Linked DNA regions of Capra hircus: region 1 is linked to region 2. A link is a contact called in public Hi-C data. All regions are on one chromosome and are shown on one strand. The core of a region is the stretch at or near the end of the contact, and the rest is flanking DNA. Distances in the headings are between cores, read along the strand shown.

Region 1 (3,231 bases), core at 229-2,728, 40 kb after region 2:
CCTTCAGCAGCCTGGCCGGTGGCAGCATCCTTTTCTTCTTGACCAATACCCTCATCCAGCTCTTCCACCTCACCTGAGCTGACACGCCCCAGCCCTCATCTCATGCCCCCCCAAGACAGCGGCCATCGTCACTAGCAGGAGAAGCACCCCCAATCCTTGGGAGGTGCTGATGCTAGAGATGAGCAGGTTATAGGAATTGATGGGCAGAGCTTGGGGTGGGGCCCATGGCTGACACAGGGAGGTTCTGACATGGAGGAGGAAGCACCTCCCAGCTGGGGGTCAATAAAGCTGTTGTGTACTTGGAGCAGGGTCCTACGTGTGGTCACTGGACATCACCAGACCTGAAGAGCCAGCACCCAGGGGCTGCCTGTGTCCCCATCAGCAGGAGAGGTGGCACCAGGGAGCTCACACCCCACCTTCCCTGCCCCAAAGCCTGGAAGCTGGGGCCCTACCCATTTGGATCCCCTTGAAAGGACCCAGCCCAGAACCTGCCGTAGTCACCCTCTCTTTAGTTGCATTTGGTCACCGGTGCCTGGGAGTTCAGGAAGGGAGGTCCCAGAGGACCCACATACACCCACCCAGACCTTGGGCATCCACAGTTGCAGAGGCAAGTCCCCCACTCCATTACCTGAGTTTCTTCTGAACAACAGAGTCAGAGAGAACTGCCCGCCCAACCTCTAGCGGTTCCCTCACAGCCAGCCTCCTGTCGTCACGCCTCCAACCACGGGGGCGCTGAGAAAGGTGAAGAGGCCGCTGTCTGTCTCTTTCCCACCTACCCATGGGTTAGGAGGCAGGAAGGACACACAGCTGCTCTAACCACTCGTACCCCTCTTGGAATTGGGATCAACAGAGAGGGAAAGGGACCCTGGAGAAGTCCCCATCTCTGCCTCTTCCTGGAGGATCTCAGCCAAGAGGCCAAGGGTCTGCTAGATTGAAGGACTATGTCCTGCCCTCTCTGAGCCGGGTTAGGGACCAAGACCCCCTGTCCCGGCTTATCTGACTGAGATCAAACCTTTAGGGCCTGAGACCAGGGTTGGGAGAAATTGAGAGGCTCTGGCGAGCAAGGCCCTTTGAGGTGTGGCTCCCACTCGCCTCTCTCGCCCGGCCCACCCTGCCCCCATCACACTGGACTTCCAGGCTTCCACCCCTGAATTTGTCTGCACCCCTCTGCCATCCTCTAGCCCGGCTGACTCCTTCTCATTCTCCACATCGCAGGTGAGGATTCCCTCCTCCGGGCAGCGTTCCATGCCTTGTGCCTCTAAATATAGTTTCAAGTCCTCCCCTGTGCATGCCTCCACTTCCTTTCTTTGCCTGTCACTGAATGTATCACCCTACCCGTTGGAATCCTCCACTGGACTGTGGGTTGCCTGAGCACAGGGACCAAGGCTTGGTTCATGTTCGTGCTCCCATAGCCCGCGCTCCGGGAACACATCATTTCAGGGAGGCGGTGACAAGGTCACACTCTGCAGTCAGTCTGGTCCCAGGGCTCCCTCTGGTGGCAGAGGGAGGCCTTGCATCTGAACGCCCGAACCGGAAGGAGGGAAGAAGCAAGCCCACCTGAGCCTAGGCAAGTCAGAAGGCACGTGAATAAAACCTCACTCCCGCCCCCCACCCCAAATATCAAGGTGCAGTGTCAAGGATACCTGGGAACATAGTATAAAACAGTTTATGTTACAACAAAAAACCCTATAAAAACATGTCATCCCAGGGAGAGCCTCCAGGGCTGGGGGGTGGCAGGGAGGTTTCAAAGCACATGGACAGTCCAGATCTGGGACGCCCTGTCCTTGGCCAGCTCCCACAGCACTGCGTGGTCCCGATCGTAGCCCCGGCCGCCTGCAGGGGATGGGGTAAGAGACGGGGAGATGGTCAGAAAGAGCTGGGGACTCCACTGCCCTCAGGGGCCTTCTCCCACACACATGCCCAACTTACCCTTCACATCTAGGATCCGACCTTCAAACATCTGGCTGCAGATGTGGCCCGACTCACTGATGCTCCATGTCTGGCGGGGCAGGCGGCTCTCAGCCCACAGCACCACCTTGGAGCCTGTGCTGGGGGGGCCTATCACCTGCAGGCTCATGGTGGGGGCCACCTGAGGCCCCCAGGAGATCGTCAGGCACCGGCCCTCCCCCAGGGACTCTGCCAAACCTAAGACAACTTTGATACACCCAGCTTTGAATTTCTGGCTCTCGTGGACTGTGACTCTGGGCAAACGTCTTGATCTTTCTGAGCTCTGTTTTCCTGGGGGGATGGTTGTTGAAAGGGTTCTGGTTCAATGTGAGAAACCATCGAAGAGCTGGGAAAATATGAACTCCTCCAGGAAGACTTCCATGACTGACTCTTGAAACACAGGCTTTAGCAGCAAACATCCACATACTTACTGGCTATGTGATTTTCAGCCAGTTACTAAACTCTGCTCTGGTTTCCTTACCTATAAAATGGGAAGTATAATAGGACCTGCCCTCTAGTGCCCTCTAGGGATTCCATGCGATGTTCACGTGAAGACATCATGATGTTCATAAGGAAGACATCTGCAGGGTGTCCCCTCCACCGCCACTTTCTCAGGAAGGGCTCCCCTTGTCAGAGATACTGGTATTCCCTATTTTCCTTTCTTCATGTATTTTTCCAAGCACTTTTCAACGCCTAGGACTCATTGAAGCCGTTTCTTTCTCTCCCCACTAGGAAGCAAGCTTCAGGAGGGCCAAACACATGGCGGGTGTTCAGGAAAGATTTGCGCAATGAATCTATCATTTCCTTTTGGCCATGCCTCATGACTTGTGGGATCTGATTTCCCAACCAGGTTCAAGCCCGGGTGCCTGGCAGTAAAAGCCCCGAGTCCTAAGCACTGGACCACCAGAGAATTCCCAAATCTGTCATTAATAATAGGACCCAGATCTGTCACAGGTTATCAGAGCTGGGAGGTCCCTTAGAAGCCTCTGGCCCAGCCGCTTTGTTTTGCAGATGAGACAGAGGCCCAGGGAAGAGCCTGAATTGCCCAAGGGTACACAGCCTGCTTTCTCCAGCTCCCCAGGGTCCCGGTGTCTGTATCTCTCTGCCTCTCTGGCCCAAGACTGGCTCCTGTTTCCGACTGAGCACAGGCTGGGACTCCTGAAGGTGGGCTTGTGAGGGTCTGAGGGCCCTGATGTCGCTGTCCCAGCCCCGAAACCAGTACCTGGTTCTTCAGTAGCCCATCCTCGTAGAACCAGATGTTGCTGCCTCCAGCTCGGGGCTCAG
Region 2 (3,242 bases), core at 390-2,889:
AGAACTGGAGAGGAGATGGATTTGGGAGCAGTTCTGGGGATCGACAGATCTGGCAGGACTTGGCCACGTGTGGTGAAGGCAGAGTTGGGGGTGGAAACGGGTTTGGTACCTTTCACAGGGGGAGGGGAGGACAGGGAGTGAGAAGAGGGCATGGTGAGTTCTGTGAAGCCCAGGAAGGTGTATTTCGGACTGAACCTTGAGGTGGCCTGGACTTGAGCTTACCCCCAGCTAGAGTCCCCTGACCTGCCTGTTCTTACAGCTCCTGCCCCCATATTGTGTCTGAAGCTCTCTGGTCCTCACTCAGAGCCCTCAGCAGCCCCATCATTTCCAGGAGACCATGGAACAGCTAGCTGTGAGGGGCCTGTCTCTCCATGCAGGCCATCCTGAGGGACCCCCAAGCCTGAGCCTCCAGATTAACCATTGCTCTGGCTGGCTGGGTGAGGGTTGATGGCAACCACACACACACACACGGTAAGGCCTGGGGAGCCAGGGCTGGGCTCACCTGCAGGGTGTCCCGGATCGGGCCCCGGATGTCAATCACCTCGCCTTGTCGGATCACAAATTTGGGGAGCCTGTTCAGAAACTTCTCGGCGGTCATCCTGGAGCCTGCAGGGAAGGCATCGGGGAGCCTTGGTCAGGTGGGGACTGGAGTGATGCTGGAGGAGGCTCACCTGGAGCTTGTTGGGCACAGCATTCCTACCACCTGGCTCAGCCGCAGGGCCGAGCTCACCTGGATGCTCTATGCTGTCCAAGGGTTTTCGAATCCTCTGCAGGCCCACCACGCGGCCCTCACCTGGGAACGGGTCCAGCCCGTTCTCTGGGTAGACCTGACTGCGCAGGTCACTCACCTGGCAAGAAGGAAGGGAAACAGCGGCAGACACAGCTCTTCAGCCCTGGGCTTCATCCCCACCCCTCCGTGCCCAAACAGAGGCCCCAGGAACAGGCCCGCGGGGTGGCCTGCCGCAATCCCCATGTTGCAGATGAGGGAACCGAGGCCCTGGGAGAGAGCAGGAGAGCTGCTGTTCATGCTGCTCTCAGCCACCTGACCCTTGCTCTCCCTGCAAGCTCCCTGCCTCACGCCAGCTGGAGTCACAGTGCTGACATCCCCCTCCCAGAGCAGGGGAGGGATGAGGGTGTTTAGGAGAGGGCAAAGCCTGGCTTGGCATGCACTGCCTTGAACACCCCCGGTCGTGACTCACGGTAGTTTCCAAGCCGGGCTGGCACGCGCTGCCTCACATGCTCACATTGTGGAACTAACGCACCACCCTCGGGGCATGGCCTCAGGTTGGTCCAGTCACCCTCATTTCACCGCCCACCGCCCCCACAGCAGGGGGCTGGCTGCACCTCAAGTTCTTTAGTCCCAACATCTGCTTCCTCCCAAGGCACTGCCTTCCACCCCAAAGAGGAGGTGCCAGGAGCCCCTGGGAGCATCCAGGTCGCCTCTGTACAGACACTTCGCTGTCCCCAGTTGGTCCAGGTGTCCTGGACATGGTGGAGGAGGGTCCCAGGCTGAAGGCTGTGCTTCGAGGCAGCCAGCAGGGGGCACTGCCTGCTGCTCAGCCTCCAGCCTTCCCTGCTGCTGCTGCTGCAGCTGGAGCCCCAGGGGCCACCACAGCCTCCCAGCTCCCTTCCCAGGCTGGTTTCAGGCTCCTTCTCCTTCTGGAGAGGTCATCAGATGGTGGGGGGTGGGGGAGCAGGAGGGTCCCCTGAGGTGGGCAGCACCTCTAGGTGAGGCCTGAGAAAGCAATCCCACCCCCTGTGCAAAATCCCCACACTGGGAGTGCGTAAGTGGTTCTGGGATCAGCCCATCACCTTAAAGGGGACGCCATCAGGGTACAGCCGCTGGAGCTCTGAAGGGAAGAAGCCATCCAGTATGTCTCGAAGACAGCGCTGTGGGGAGAGAGGTTGGATGAGGCCTGGGCTGGACCCTGTTTCCTGTCTAGATGGCAGGCTACTGGGGCGGGCTCCCTCTGTGGATCCTACTCTGGAAGTAGGGCCCCAGGGCTTGGGTGGGTAGGGGTGCTGCTGAAGGCTGCACATGAGCCTGGGGTGCTGGGGGAGAGCTGGGCCCATTTAATAGTGAGCAAGAGGTCGGCCACCGGAGCAGCTTGAGGGTGCTTGGGCCTGTCTCCCCTTCCCCGTCACACCTACCTGCGTGGAGGGATCATGGAAGGGCCGGAAGGGCCCATCGAACATCACGATGCCGTTCCGGTAGAGCCTCAGCGGGATGGGTTCAAGGGTCCGGAGCGGCACTCTGTCGGGCACCGGCATCAACTGGGCGTCGCTGTCTCCCACCAGCTCGCTGAGATCTTTCAGGCTGGCCAGCAGCCTGTCAAAGTCCACCTCGGGGGGAACCAACGAGTCCCCTGGCAAAGGGGACGGACACCCATGAGCCTCTCTTCGGGGCTGCTGTGTGCTCTGGGGCCCTGGCCTTCATGGCCCCCTCCCACGCTGGGCAGGGGACTTAGCATCTCTTTAAGTGACCCCCCTGGGGAGGGAGAAGGACAGCTGACCTAGGTAATAATACTGGCTGTCTTTTAGTGAGCATCTGCTCTGTGCTAGGGGTTTACCATCTATTATCCTGTTCTCTCTTCATACCAACCCTATGCTGTAGGGACTATGAACATCCCCATTTTCCATATTAGGAAACGAAGGGCTAGAGGTTAAAGGCTGGCCTAGGGACACACACAGTAAGTGGTGGGAGCAGGACTGATCCCGGGTCAGATGTGCCAGGCACGGAGTTAGCAGCTGAAAGGCTCAGTGCCGAGTTCCCAGCAGTCTGAGCTCAAATTCCAGCTCTTTCCTTCTCCCTGCGTCACCCTGGTCAAGCCATTTCACTGCTCGGCACCAGAGCACTCTCTTCTGGAAGGGGATGATGACAGTACGAGGAGGGCTATGAGGATCCCAGAGGACTTCCAGCAGAGTCCTGAGGAATGGGCCTCAGGCCAGGCCAGAGGCTACGAGGCAGGGCTTACTCAATCTCCATTTTACACAAGAGGAAACAGGCCCACAGAGACAGAAAGTGACTTGCCCCAGGCCACTTGGCGAGTTAGAAGTGGTTGAGCTGAAATCTGTTTTTCCTACCCATCTGCGCCATCAGGAGAGGGAGGGGAGGGTCAGGACAGCCACTGGACAGAAGGGACATGGGACAGACCTTGGGTTGGACATACATTTCTTGAGTCACAGAGCCCTTTGACAAGCTGACAGCTTTGGCCTCTGCTTCTCCATATAGCTGTTCCTAA

The links. Hi-C and Micro-C count contacts between places; a contact is called where the count stands out from the background.
Region 1: a contact with region 2 is called in a Hi-C map of blood, with 5 times the contacts expected there. The contact joins two enhancer-like sites. A contact is called at or near these places in 2 of 5 Hi-C or Micro-C datasets (both in blood).

Annotation. Positions count from the first base shown.
Region 1 is chr2:9,168,538-9,171,768 of ARS1.2, forward strand. It overlaps AIM1L (absent in melanoma 1-like protein), which reads right to left. Exons shown (of 22, transcript XM_018056341.1): 20 at 3,170-3,231; 21 at 1,930-2,089; 22 at 1,649-1,833. The coding sequence ends at 1,745. LOC108637283 (a long non-coding RNA gene) reads left to right here. Exons shown (of 2, transcript XR_001918921.1): 2 at 1-304. Among named protein-coding and RNA genes, the nearest start is that of UBXN11, 13 kb to the left of the region's middle. Within about 2 kb of position 1,479, at least 3 of the 5 cell types and tissues checked have an H3K27ac peak or open chromatin away from gene starts, as enhancers often do.
Region 2 is chr2:9,128,697-9,131,938 of ARS1.2, forward strand. UBXN11 (UBX domain-containing protein 11) reads right to left here. Exons shown (of 15, transcript XM_018056321.1): 9 at 2,152-2,366; 10 at 1,813-1,890; 11 at 731-848; 12 at 503-606. Among named protein-coding and RNA genes, the nearest start is that of SH3BGRL3, 5.3 kb to the left of the region's middle. Within about 2 kb of position 1,640, at least 3 of the 5 cell types and tissues checked have an H3K27ac peak or open chromatin away from gene starts, as enhancers often do.